Linked DNA regions of Sus scrofa: region 1 is linked to region 2. The links are chromatin contacts, called in public Hi-C maps. All regions are on one chromosome and are shown on one strand. Each heading gives the region's core, a stretch centred on a gene start, on an enhancer-like site or on the middle of the called end of the contact. The rest is flanking DNA. Distances are from core to core; before and after follow the strand shown. Region 1 holds the start of LOC100624495 (zinc finger protein 677). Region 2 holds the start of ZNF331 (zinc finger protein 331).

Region 1 (6,678 bases), core at 2,803-5,302, 260 kb after region 2:
GAGAAGAGGAGGGAGGTATCAGGGTCAATTATACAGAATTACGTATGCTGACAGAGCCACAAAAGAGAATTCTGAGCAAGTAATACTCTCTAATTTTATTATATTTTTCTATCAAAGGATGCCAAATCCACTAAACCACTAAATTACGGAGGAACTCTGAACGCAAGAAAAAAATATACGTACAATTGAAAAAAATCCAACAGGGTCATCTATACGCAAGTCTGAGATATTAGACACCAAATGGTAATTTCCCAATGAGGGAGAGTAAGGTCTTTAAGGATGACGAAGTTCACATTAGCTTTAAAGCAAGGTGAGAACTGAAAAAAAATGATGATAGTTACAGCAATAACTAAAAGTACTGTGGGGTAAGCATTATTCTAAACTTCTGTTAAGTATTAGCTCATATACCAACATAGCATCCAATTAGAGAAAGACTTGTCCCCACCTCACAGGAGACCCAACTCTGTCATGGAGATGCTAAGAAACTCGTCTCAGGTGAAACAGTTAATAAACAGCAGGGCCATCACCTGAATAAGGTTGTGTGGCCTTAGAATAGAATCTACAGCATCCGTATGATGACACACTTATTTCCTAACAGAGAAAACCTGCAGCAAGTTCAAGGCTGAAAACATGGAGCTAACTGAAGGTCAATCATACACACGTAGAGCCACACACACACACAATGAGTTACTACTCTTACTGCTCATAACTCACTGACACGGGAGGGAAGACAAAAAATTAAGGACATGGAAAAGCACGTAAGGCATACTTTCAAAGCTAAAATAAACCAAAGACAATATGATGATGTTTTACACACCGGGGCTCCTGCTCACACAGCCAAGGGTGTGCATACAAACATAAACACTGAAATTCACCGAAATAAAAGAGGCAGTATCTAAGCGACATGTTTAAAAACTGTATCTTCATTTTCTATTCCCTTTTACTTGTGCATTTCAGCATTGTGGGTACAACGACCCTGTATAAACTGTACTAAACTAAATTCAGATGGTCAACATTGGTCTATAGTAGCCGAGTTATTTTAAAACACTGCAAAAACTAAAAAAACCACATTAAAAATTTAACTTCGAGCTCCATAAATATAGTACATAAAAACACCAAAGAGAATCTACACGGCAATGAGAGAAGGTGGAGGGAAGACCCTGGGGTGGGTGCAAGCAAACCTGTCAGGCGGCTTGCTTGAGAGCGAGAGATTATCAAATCTGAAATGGCATTTCAGGACGGAGAGGACTGACCAATAAACCAAGAATAAGATTTTACCTGAGAAAGTGTCATTCCTGACTCTTTTTTTTCTTTCCTCTTCGTCCTCTTCAGGGCTTCCTTCTCAGTCTTGAGATGTCGATCCTGAGTGTCAAAATATGCTATTTAATACTCCGGATCAACACTCCCATTTCCTGTGCCACAACCACACACACAGGGAAGACCTCACCATGCGGAATAGACAGTCCTCTGCTGCTCACTGTCCCAGGACGAATTAAGGGACAATACATTCCCACAGGGAAACTAACAAGTGAGGTTTCTGACCCCTTGCATCAGAACACACTCCCCTCCTGGCTAAACCCACACAGAAGCTGCAGCAGCGGGACTCTAGGAAAGACTCTCTTCCCCTTGAAGTCACAGACCCCATCCTGACCAAACTCCACGCAGAAGATAACCCCTCTCATCTCTCTCAGGATTAGGGGCTGGTTTCAGTTCTCAGAAACAGAGGAGCCAGAGCCTTGGTGTTCAATACTGAATACAGACTGGACTACTTGAGGCTATTTTAACATCACTGAGGCTGAGCCCCATTCAGCCCTGACCTAGAGGAAAATCTATGGAAACGGGGCATAAATGAGGTATCTGCAAAACGCCTCAGCAATTCAACGTGAAGTCAGCACTGAGAACCATTCAGAGGGGTCAACCCTGGCACAACTTCCACCCTGTGGCCCTGCTCTCTTCCGGGGCAGTATCTGCACAGTGGAAGGAGAAGGAGCAAAGAGAAACATGCAGAGAGGGCATTACAGGCTAGGGCTGGGATAGGAGTGTGGCTGGAAAGTCAAATGAGAGGGTCAGAAAAGGCCCCACTGAGCATATGTGTTATTAGAACTGGCTGAAAAAGGGTTGCAAATGGAAGCTACCCTGGTTAGCAAATAACTGTAAAATACACAAGCCTTATAAACAGGAGTTTTGCAACTGCCATTCTCATCTCTAAAACTGAAGCAAATAAGCGAATTTTGCATTAAATTGATAATAAAGCCACAAGTCAATGTATCACAACCTAATCAGCCATTTCCCATCAACTCACCACTCATCCAGAATCAGGTTCTCCTTCTTTCACTCTAGTACATATTTCAATGTCTCCCTTTCCTTGCTTCTCTCCAGTGTTTTTCCTTTTCTGTTTCCTCTCTCACCCCGCCTACTCCTTCTCCCTTTTTCCTGTTCCTTTCCTTACACCTGTTTTGCACAAGTCCTGAAACCTATTTCAATTTCTGCCTCTCCTTCTCCCCACTCTGGTCCCAATCTCCATACATATTTGCCTTTTCCTGCCCCCATTTCTGTGTTCCCTCTGCTCTTCACTACACCGTCTTTCCTCTTACATCCCCTCTGCCCAGACTCACTGGCCCCCCCAACTGGCTTGGCGCTCTCACTCTGCCATCGTTCAGTCCCTGCACTCAGCTCCCCTAGCCTTTTTATCCTAACCATTTTGTCTGAGGTGCCTTGACCCGTGTGGTCCCCACTTCTGCTCACCAAGGGCCCCTTTCCCTAATTTGCTCCCCTTCGTCTTTGTGGAGCTCCTCCTCCTCCTCCTCTACGCATCTCTGTTTTCTTACCTCATTACTACTCTCGCTTTGTCTCCTTGCAAGTCTTTCAGGCATCTTCTATTTTGCCTTCTCTTTGGGGGCCACCTCAATGATTTTTTTCTCCTTTTCACTTGTCTATTTGTCCTCATTCATCCTCTGTCTCTTTCTCCTGATCCTCCTCACCCCCGCCTCCTACCGCATTCCCGGCTTCCACCTTTGCAATCATCATCACACAAAGCCCCTGATCCCAAGAGGAGGTGACGACGTGGTCTTGGGACCCCTCGAGTTCTGCAATCCTAAATCCTACCGTACTGAAAAGTGTGCTCTTCCAGGACACTGGATCTCTTGGGGGGGGGGGGCGGGGGGCGGGGGGCGGGGGGGGGGGTCCTGCAGAATACGAGGGCCAGGGAGAGAATGCGGGCCTCTATAGGGGCCAAGAGGCGAGCATTGGGGCAGAAGCGTAAAGCTTTAGAAACTCTCTCAAAAGTCCAGGGAGGAGTTCCCGTCCTGGCGCAGTGGTTAACGAATCCGACTAGGAACCATGAGGTTGCGGGTTCGGTCCCTGGCCTTGCTCAGTGGGTTAACGATCCGGCGTTGCCGTGAGCTGTGGCGTAGGTTGCAGACGCGGCTCGGATCCCGAGTTGCTGTGGCTCTGGTGTAGGCCGGTGGCTACAGCTCCGATTGGACCCCTAGCCTGGGAACCTCCATATGCCGCAGGAGCGGCCCAAGAAATAGCAAAAAGACAAAAAAAAAAAAAAAAAAAAAAAAAAAGTCCAGGGAGCTCCTTTGTGACGCAGTTTCGATCCCTGGAACTTCCACATGCTTCAGCCACCACCACCGCCCCGCCACCCCCCCCCCAACAGAAAGAAGTCTATCTCCCAGGACTTTAAAAGGCAGCGAGGATTGGGAGAGGTGGTCGGTGAAGGGTTTTACAGGAAAAAGCGGCAAGCGGGTCTAATGGCCCGAAGGCCTTAGATTTTAACCGAAAACGAAGGCCAACCCCCGACCCAAGAGCAAAGCGGTCAGGCTTGGGCATCTCACCGGCACTCCTGAACTTACCGAAGGTAGGAGGCGTGGGTGCCGGAATTTTAACGTCCGTAGCAACCCCAAGACCCCAGGTGTGTAAGACTGTGGACTGTGAAACCCAGGTTTAAACTTAAAAGGCCGAAACCAAAGCCCGCCACACGACCTTACACCCGCAGAAGCCTCTTCCGGTCTGCGAGGCTGCGCGTGCGCACTGCTTCCCGGGAACCCCGGAGGCGGGGCCCAAGCAGAGATCCACCGGAAATGGGCCTGGATAGGGGCCAGGCCTGGGCGCGGGCAGTGGGGGGGGCGGGGCCTGGGCTCCCCTCAGCGCTTCGCGGGGGCGGAGCTTCTTCTGAGTTTGGATCAATTTGAATTTATCTCAGGAGCTCGGCTGATCTTTGCTTTTTTTTTTTTTTTTTAAGGACTGCACTACCAGCATATGCAAATTCCCGGGCTAGGGGTCGAACAGGATCTGCAGCTGCTGGCCTACGCCACAGTCCCAGCAACTCGGGATTGGAGCTGCGACAATGACCTACACCACAGCTCGCTTACACCACAGCTACCACAGCTCACAGCAAGCCGGGATCCCCGGCCCACTGAGCGAGGCCAGGGATCAAACAGCATCCTCATAGATACTAGTGGGATTAGTTTCCGCTGCACCACAGGTAACACCCTCTTTGCCTATTTTAAACTGACCTTGCAATTTAAGGTGTAAACTTAGAGTTGTGTGGGCCACTTGCTGAAAACAGGTGGAAAACGTTTTTGTTTTTGTTTTCAGCTGCAACATGGAATCCAAGCGGCATCTTAGACTTAACACCGCAGCTTGTGGCAACGCAGGATTCTTCACCTACTCTGTGATCCACCTCACACACTTGAGGACACCATATCAGGTTTTTAACCGGCTGAGGCACAACAGGTACTCCTGAGAATAGGTTTCATCAAATCACTTTTGCAAAGGAGAGAAGATGCCTATCCTGCTTGAGTGACAAGGGTAACTCTGAGGTCAGGGAACACTAACCTGCATCTGGAGTCAATGTAGGGCGATGGGTGGATCCAGTGATAGCTCCTCAACTAGAATTTAATTTAAGCAATATAATTAAGGAAGGAGTGCAACTGTCTGTGCCCAAAATGCAAACTGGAATGTTAAATGCAAAACGCTACCGGTGGGAAATGGGCCCACCGCATGGGCATCTATCAAAACATCATATCCACTTCCATTTCCCACTCATCCTGTGCTCAATCCGTGGTCAGTTCCAGAAACTTTTATAGGGACAAGCCTGGATAGTGGGAGGTAAAGGAATGAGGCATGTAATGATTTAGGTCACCAGCCACTATTTTAAAAAAATTAAAAAGCAAAAATCGATATAAACTGTGTTGCTCATTTTAGTACTTGCTGTTCTATTCCACACCTGAGGTGAATAAAATCAGATACCTTTGAGAGAACCTGTTATGTTGTTATAATTTGTCAGTAATTTCTGAATAGCCTTTTTAATTCACTTTACATTTATCCAAAGGTCACTAGGAAGAATATTAATAAAAATACTGTTTTTATATTTTAGCCCTTTTATTTTGTTTCTCAATGTTCAGATATATTTCTCAGGTAAAGATAACAAATCCTGTATGTGCTCTTTAGAAGACTACTGAATTTGTTTTCACCTTAACAAGGGGATGTCGGAGTGCCCCTTTTGGCTCAGCAGGTTAAGGACCCAATGTAGTCTCTGTGAAGATGTGATTCAATCCCTGGCCGCTCAGTGGGTTAGGGATCCAGCATTGCCACAAGCTGTAGCATAGGCTGCAGATGCAGCTCCAATTCGACCCATAGCCTGGGAACTTCCATATGCCACAGGTCCAGCCATAAAAAGAAAAAAAAAAAAAAAAAAGGGTGGGGTGTCTATATTAGTTGACATAAACCCTAAAGGAAACAAAACTAGATTTGTCAAATTTCCAATGGTTTCATTTATACATTCAATAATATTTAAGGCAATATGAATGAGTTAATATTCACCATGAAATGTTTCAAATCCCTACATGTAGAGACTTCTCTCCAGAAGAATTTTTTTAATGCAACAGGAGCATTTTGAATAAAAAGCCTTTTAACATATTAAGTTTGTAAGGTTTCACTACAGTATACATTATATGATGTTTCATAAATTTTAAGCATTGGTTATAATTTTTCAGGGTTCATTACATTTGAATTAACTAATACTTAGTAAGGCCTAGCAAACATTACCCATAAATTTGAAAGATTTCACTCTCAAAATAGTATTCTGGTGATCTCTCAAGGATTGAATTTTGGATGAGAACTTTGCCACACATGTAATTTTTTTTAAGTTTAAGATTGTTTGGCATTTATTTACTGATGTTTAGTAATTTCTGCCTTTAGTGACCACGTATAAATAAGAATACCTTCAGCTTGCCAGCATTAGTCATAATTCTCTCAAAACTTCTGCAATCTTTTTGGGTTTTGCCTTTATCAACTTTTTCCTTCTCTCTTCTCCTTGGAACACATTTTCAATGCCTACTTGAAACTGTATCTACCAAACTGCAATTCTCAGACCTCAAATAAAGCTCTTCTTTGCAGCTCTGCTGTGAATTTTGTTGGACACCTTCCACAGAAACTGGAAGACAGGGATGCTATCTTCTTTGATGTTTCCATGTCAAAGAGAAGACTCTTAAGTCCTTGGAAGATATTCTTGGCTTATAATGCTGATAAAAGATCTGCCTTATTTCCAAAAGGATTTCTATACATGTCAAAGGAAGGAGAAAGTACAGGTTTTCTAAAGCACTACAAAAAAACATGGGGAAGGATCTCTTCCCTTATTTTCAAAAGGGAGTCTCATTTTTTAATTTATAA
Region 2 (6,653 bases), core at 2,799-5,298:
CCGGTGCACATGGAGTTCCCGGGCCGGGGGTCAGATCTGAGCCATAGTTGCGACCTACACCACAGCATCCTTAATCCACTGTGCGGGGCTGGGGATCAAACCTGCGTCCTGATGCTCCAGAGATGCTGCTGATCCCATTGTGTCACAGTGGGAACTCCAAAATATATGAATGGGTATAGAGATACACATGTACACAAAACATAAAACACAAACAGAAATACACAAAATGGAACTAAAGAAACAGAAAAAGTCTGGAAGGATATACCCCAGGTGCAAAAAAGAGGTAACAGAATGGGTCTGAAACTGTGGACAGGATAACTAAGGATATTAGGCCTCCCTTCAGGACTGACCCTTAGCTGGATTTCCAGAGTGTTCCAACTGTTCTCTGATAAGAGTGGCTTACTGTTCTTAACTTTTTTTGTGTTTGTGTGTGTACAAATGATGTGGTTCATGCTGAACATGCGCCTTCCTCTAAGAGTCTGGAATTTGGGTACATGCTGGGCAGCAGGTGCCTATGTGACAGACTCCTCAGTAAAAACCCTAGTAAAAACTTAGGGGCTCAGGAGAGCTGCCCTGGTAGACAACAAGGCACATATGTTGTTGTAACTTGTCACAGGCAGAATTAAGCACATCCTGGTGCCTGCACTGGGAGAGGATTTGTGGAAGCTTGGGCCTGGTTTCCTCCCATATGTCTTATCCTTCGCTGACTTGCTGTGTGTACCCTATCATTGTAATATGTCTTAGCCAAGAGAAGAATGATATGTTTTTTTTTTGTTTTTTTGTTTGTTTTTTATCTTTTTGCCATTTCTTGGGCTGCTCCCGAGACATATGGAGGTTCCCAGGCTAGGGGTCAAATCGGAGCTGTAGCTGCCGACCTATGCCAGAGCCACAGCAATGTGGGATCTGAGTTGCCTCTGCGACCTACACCACAGCTCAGGGCAATGCCAGATCGTCAACCCACTGAGCAAGGCCAGGGATAGAACCCGCAACCTCATGATTCCTAGTCGGATTCGTTAACCACTGCGCTACGACGGGAACTCCAGAATGATATGTTGAATCACTATCTAGAGAATCACTGAGCCTCATGGTGGTCTTGGGAGTCCCGACACACCCTTAAATCTTGATTTTTCTTCCTTTTTTTTGTTTCTGTTTTTTTTTAGGGCTGCACCAGTGGCATACGGAAGTTCCCAGGCTAGGGATTAAATCAAACCTGTAGCCGCTGGCCTATGCCATGGCCACAGCAACGTGGGATTCGAGCCTCGTCTGTGACCTTCACCACAGCTCACGGCAACACAGGATCCTTAACCCTGTGAGTGAGGCCTGGGATTGAACCTGCATCCTCATGGATACTAGTTGGGTTCATTAACTGCTGATCCATGATGGGAACTCGATTTTCTTCTTTTTGTTTATGTATACCACGCTAGGTGTTTAAACAACAGCCATGCATTGACATATATAAATATGTGAGCATTTCTCTTAAATTTATTAAGCGACGGTTAGACTCTTCCAAGGATAAAGGTCCTCTCTCTTTTTAAAACAAGCTTCTCTTGAACTTGCAGAAAAGGCTCAGAATATGTCATTTTGGGGTGATTTTACTGAATAATTTCTCTTCATTTCCTTTCACTACCAAATACTAAAACCAGCTCCTTGATGTCTACACATGTCCACGATGTTGGGATACTAACCGGGAAAAATGACTAACATGCCAAGTGATGCTCTGTAGATCCAGACAGTCCTCTTGACGCTGCTTAGTTTTATATCTTGATGGGAGGGTAAATTTTGCTATTGAGTTTGCCCTTTCAGCCACGGTGTCCTGCAGACAACTGCTAAATCACCTGACCCTTTAGGGTTCACTTTGCACCCAACATTATTAGAAAAAATGTGTAAGGTATAAACTTAGAAAATGAATTCCTATTTTCTTAATAGGAAATAAAGAGGGTGTGAGAGGAGAGAAAGACGTGAAGACAGAAGCAGAGTCAGAGTGACTAGGCTCTAGAACCTGGGGTTCTGAAATATGTAGCTGTCACTCAAGTGTGACACAGTCTTTGAAAAAAAAGGAGTAACTTTAGAGTGGAGAAAACTGACCAATACCACCTAAGCCGGGTGATCAAGTTCAACCTCAACCAACACTACCTAAGCCAGGTGATCAAGTTCAACCTCACCAATCATAAATCATGTTGATAGTGCGTATCCTTGCCATGATGTAATGAAGTGGTAATTTACCTCTGTGATCTTCCACCGTCAAACCTAGAAACCCAGTCTAATCATGAAGAAAACATCAGATTCCAAGAGAGGGGCAGCCTATAAAATACTCAGCCTCTTAAAACTGTCAAGTCATCAGAAACAAGCCAAGTCTGAGAAATTGGCAAAGCCAAGAAGAGCCTAAGGAGCCATGACAATGAATGTAATGTGGTGTCCTGGATGGGATCCTGCAACAGATGAAAACCATTATGCAAAAATTAAGGCAATCTGAATAAAGCATGGCCTTCAGTTAAGGGTAACCTTTTGGAAGTGGCTCACTAATTGTAACTAGGGGTTACAGCAATGCTACAGCAACGTGGGATCTGAGCCACATTTGTAACCTAAATCACAGCTCACGGCAACACGGGATCCTTAACCCACTGAGCGAGGCCAGGGATGGAACCTGCATCCTAATGGATCCTAGTCAGATTAGTTTCCACTGAGCCACAACAGGAACTCCCAGGATGATTTTTCTGGAGACAGCTGGCATGGGGTTAAAAGAGGATAGAATCAGACACTAGGGCTTTTCTGGAGCACAGACTACATCAGAAAATATCCTCCAATGCCCCACCTGTTCCCACGTCTTATCTTAAACCAATCAGAAATAAGAGGGCACTGAGATCTCAGAATTTCGGAGATCCCTGGTGACTAGGCTCTAATAATTGGAGTTCTGAAATATGTAGCTGTCTTCTACCCCCAGCTACCTGGTCAGGGTCCTCTCCCATCCGAAAAGGGGATCTTCTTCCCGAGGCTTTTTCACCCTGTCACTCAGGTAACCTGAATTTGAGATGGCGAGCACCTATGGCTCTGAGATTGCCATCTCACGACTATGTCTGTGCCATTCTTGTCATTTTCATCACAGGGTTCAGGCTTTGACTTGTATTCGGGGCCACTGTCCCCAAACAAGGACCAGAAGGTTGGAACGTGAAGGGAGAGGGAGCAGCAGAAACATGAGAGCTACAGGTTACACTGTCACACACAACCGTGCTCACTCAATCCGCGGCCACACATCCAAACACAATCCTGCACCTGTCACAGCCAAGCGATGGCACAAACCACCATGAGACACCCCTTGACTCTGTCACAAGAACTGACGCCCACGCCAGAGACATGGTGTGTGTCTCTGCCAATCCCACTTAAGTGCAAAGGCTCATCTCAGCCGCCGAGACACATCTGGGCCCCGCCACCCACGCAGGGCCCACGCGCATGTAACTCACGCAGAGCAGAGTGGCCGAGTCACAGCCCGTCACAGCCTAGCCGCGTCCCCCTTCCAGATGCCCACGCGACGCACAGCCACGGGGATGGCGCCGAGTCGCGCCCCCCGCCCCCCGCCCACACTCACGCGCAAGTGCGTCACCAGTACAGGTACCCGGCCTGTCTCCCTCGCCGACGCTCACGCGCGCGTCTCGCTCTATGCACACGGCTGAGCCCGATCCGCGCGCGCGCGCACACACACACACACACACACACACACACACACACACACACACACACTCGCACTTCCTCCGCAGCCGCTCCCGGGAGCCAGAGGCCGAGGCTCTGTTTCGGGCCTCTCCGCCTCTCTTTCACCGCAGTCGCCCGCCGCGTTCCGTGCTGGTGTCCTCCTGGGATGCTACTAACTCACCGCTTGGGGCCTAACAACCAACAGGGCGTCCGGAGCGAGCGCGAGCGTTGAGGTTATCTCCAGACACCGTCACCAGGAAACCAGAGCTTTAAAAAAAAAAAAAGAAAGAAAAAAAAAAAAAAAATCTTCGCGCAGAAAGCGCATCTTCCGGCATGCAACTGGGCGAGTTTCTACTGGGGGCGGTGCTCCAGAGCCTTCTGGGACATGTAGTCTAGAAACCCAGAGATCCGCGGAGCTGAACACTCAATGGCTCGCTTACCCAGCATGCAACCCCTCAAGAGGCAGGAGTGGAGCTGTGCCTCAGAGGTTTCTGGGAAATGTAGTTCGCATCTCGGGGGCGCTAGACAAGGCCTTCAGAAGGCGTCTCCCCTACCCCTAAAGGAGCGCTGTACCTCCAGACTTGGAGGGAATGCGTTTCAGAGCCGCGGAATTTCAAAATGCTGGGAGCTTTGCCAGCTCTTCGGATTTCTTTTCTCCTTTTCTTCTTTTAATGCGAGAAAAGCATACAAATTTTATTACGTTCTTTCATGTACATGGGGGCTTTCAGAAGAGGATGAAAACCTGAAGATATGTCCACAGCAGGAAGCTTTTATACCTTTGAGACAAAGAAACGATGAATTGTGAAGTATTGACAGTGCTCCGGGCTAGTGATAGACCTATTACGGCCTGATAACTCTTATCTTCATGTAATGAGGTTTGTTTGAGAGTCCTCTGATGCCATCTGTCTACATTTATTATTAATTAATTAATTAATTTTTAGGGCCACACCCGTGGCATATGGAGGGGGGTCTAATTGGAGCTGTTGCCGCTGACCTACACCACAGCTCAGGGCAACACCAGATCCTTAACCCACTGAGGGAGGCCAGGGATCGAACCCACAACCTCATGGTTCCTAGTTGGATTCATTTCTGCTGTGCCAACATGGGAACTCCCAGTCTATCGTCATTTAAAGAATTTACTTTCTGCCTTTTGACAGAGAAGGGGCTCTTTTGTGTGTTTACTGCTTTTAAAGAAGGTTTAATTATTTTTTTCTTTTTAGGGCCGCACCCATATCATATGTAAGTTCCTAGGCTAGGGGTAGAAATGGAGCTGAAGCTGCCTAAGTCACAGCTATAGCAACGTAGAAACGTAGAATCTGCGACCCACACCACAGCTCATGGCAACCCTGGATCCTTAACCCACTGAAAAAGGCAGGGGATCAAACTGGAGTCCTCATGGAGACCATTTGGGTTCTTTACTGCTGAGCAACAACCGGAACTCCCTCAAAGTAATTTTTATGTCAAAGAAGCATGTTTTGGGGTGACATACCTGGTTTCCTTAAGTAATGATGCAGGCATTGTTTTTGATAAGGAGGGCCATGAAATCTTTCTGTAAGTGTTCTCTTTTCGTATACTATGCCGCTTTATACTGTTTATAAAGTTTAGTTTAAGTCTGTCTACTGTGAGTCAGTAGTATTCATGTATTTTCTAAGGTTCCTGTGATGTGAAAAACTTTGTGTTAAGATCTCGTTCCATCTTATTAACAGCTTTGCTGTGAAAGAGCTCAGTTTCCATGCTGGAGGTTTACCTGCCTCCCACAAGTTGTTTTAAAAAAAGGTTTTGCTGAACTTCTAATGGGACCAAGTGAAACACAGAGGCATTTAACATAGCACAGTACTCTCAATGTTTATGAATTTTTGTGTAGGGATGGTATTTCCCATTTTAACCTTTTCTTTCTTTTTAAAATTCTAGTTCATCTACATGTTATATTAATTTCAGGTGTACAACATAGTGATTTAATGTTTTTTATAGATCATACTCCATTTAAAGTTGTTTAAAACATTGGCTATATTCCTTGTGCTGTACTGAGTATCCTTGCGTTTTGTTTGTTTTAAACATGGTAGTTTTTGCCTCTTAACTCACTCTGTCCCTCTCCCATTACCCTTCCCATTGGTACCCACTAATTTGTTCTTTATATTTGTGAGTCTGTTTCTATTTATTAATTTGTTTTATTATTTAGATTCCACACGTTAAGTGGTAAAACGCAGAATTTGTCTTTCTCTGACCTACTTCACTAAGCACAGTACACTTCAGGTCCATCTATGTTATTGCCAATGACAAAAATTTCATTCTTTTTTATGGCCAAGTAATATTACACTGTCTTTTTTTAATCCATTCATCTGTAGCATCTGTAGATGGACACATAAGTTGCTTCCATAATCTTGGCTATTGTAAATAATGCTGCTGTGGACCTTGGGGTGCATGTATCTTTTTGAATTAGTGTTTTTGTTTTCTCAGGTAAATACCCAGGAGTGGAAATGCTGGATGATATGTTAGTTCTATTTTTAGTTTTTTGGGCAACATTCATATTGTTTTCCGTAATGGCTATACCAGTTTACATTCCCAACAGTGTCCTTGGGTTCTCTTTTCTTCATCTCTTTGGGAGTATTTGCTATCTGTGGTCTTTTTGACCATAGCTGTTCTGACAGCTATGTAAGGTGATTTCTTGTAGTTTTGATTTGCATTTCCCTGATAATTAGTGATGTTGAGCATCTTTTCATGTAACTTTTGGCCGTCTGTAGGTCTTCGTTGGAAAAATGTCTATTCAGATCTTCTGCCCATTTTTAATCGAGTTGTTTCTTGTTTTTGTTTTTGATACTGAGTTGTATGAGCTGTTTATATATTGTAGAATATTACCCCTTATCAGATATATCATTTGCAAATATTTTTTCCCATTCAGTAGGTTGTCTTTTCATTCTGTTGATGTTTTCTTTTGCTGTACAAAGCTTCTAAGTTTAAATAGGTCACAT

The links. A called contact is a pair of places that touch in the nucleus more often than the background predicts.
Region 1: a Hi-C map of liver shows a contact between it and region 2, with 4 times the contacts expected there. The contact joins the promoter of LOC100624495 here to the promoter of ZNF331 in region 2. A contact is called at or near these places in 3 of 47 Hi-C or Micro-C datasets (heart right ventricle, liver and skeletal muscle).

The regions. Positions count from the first base shown.
Region 1 is chr6:56,868,818-56,875,495 of Sscrofa11.1, forward strand. LOC100624495 (zinc finger protein 677) reads right to left here and starts at 4,053. Exons shown (of 5, transcript XM_013991866.2): 1 at 3,858-4,053; 2 at 1,279-1,362. The coding sequence starts at 1,293.
Region 2 is chr6:56,607,399-56,614,051 of Sscrofa11.1, forward strand. ZNF331 (zinc finger protein 331) reads right to left here and starts at 4,049. Exons shown (of 5, transcript XM_021097273.1): 1 at 3,866-4,049.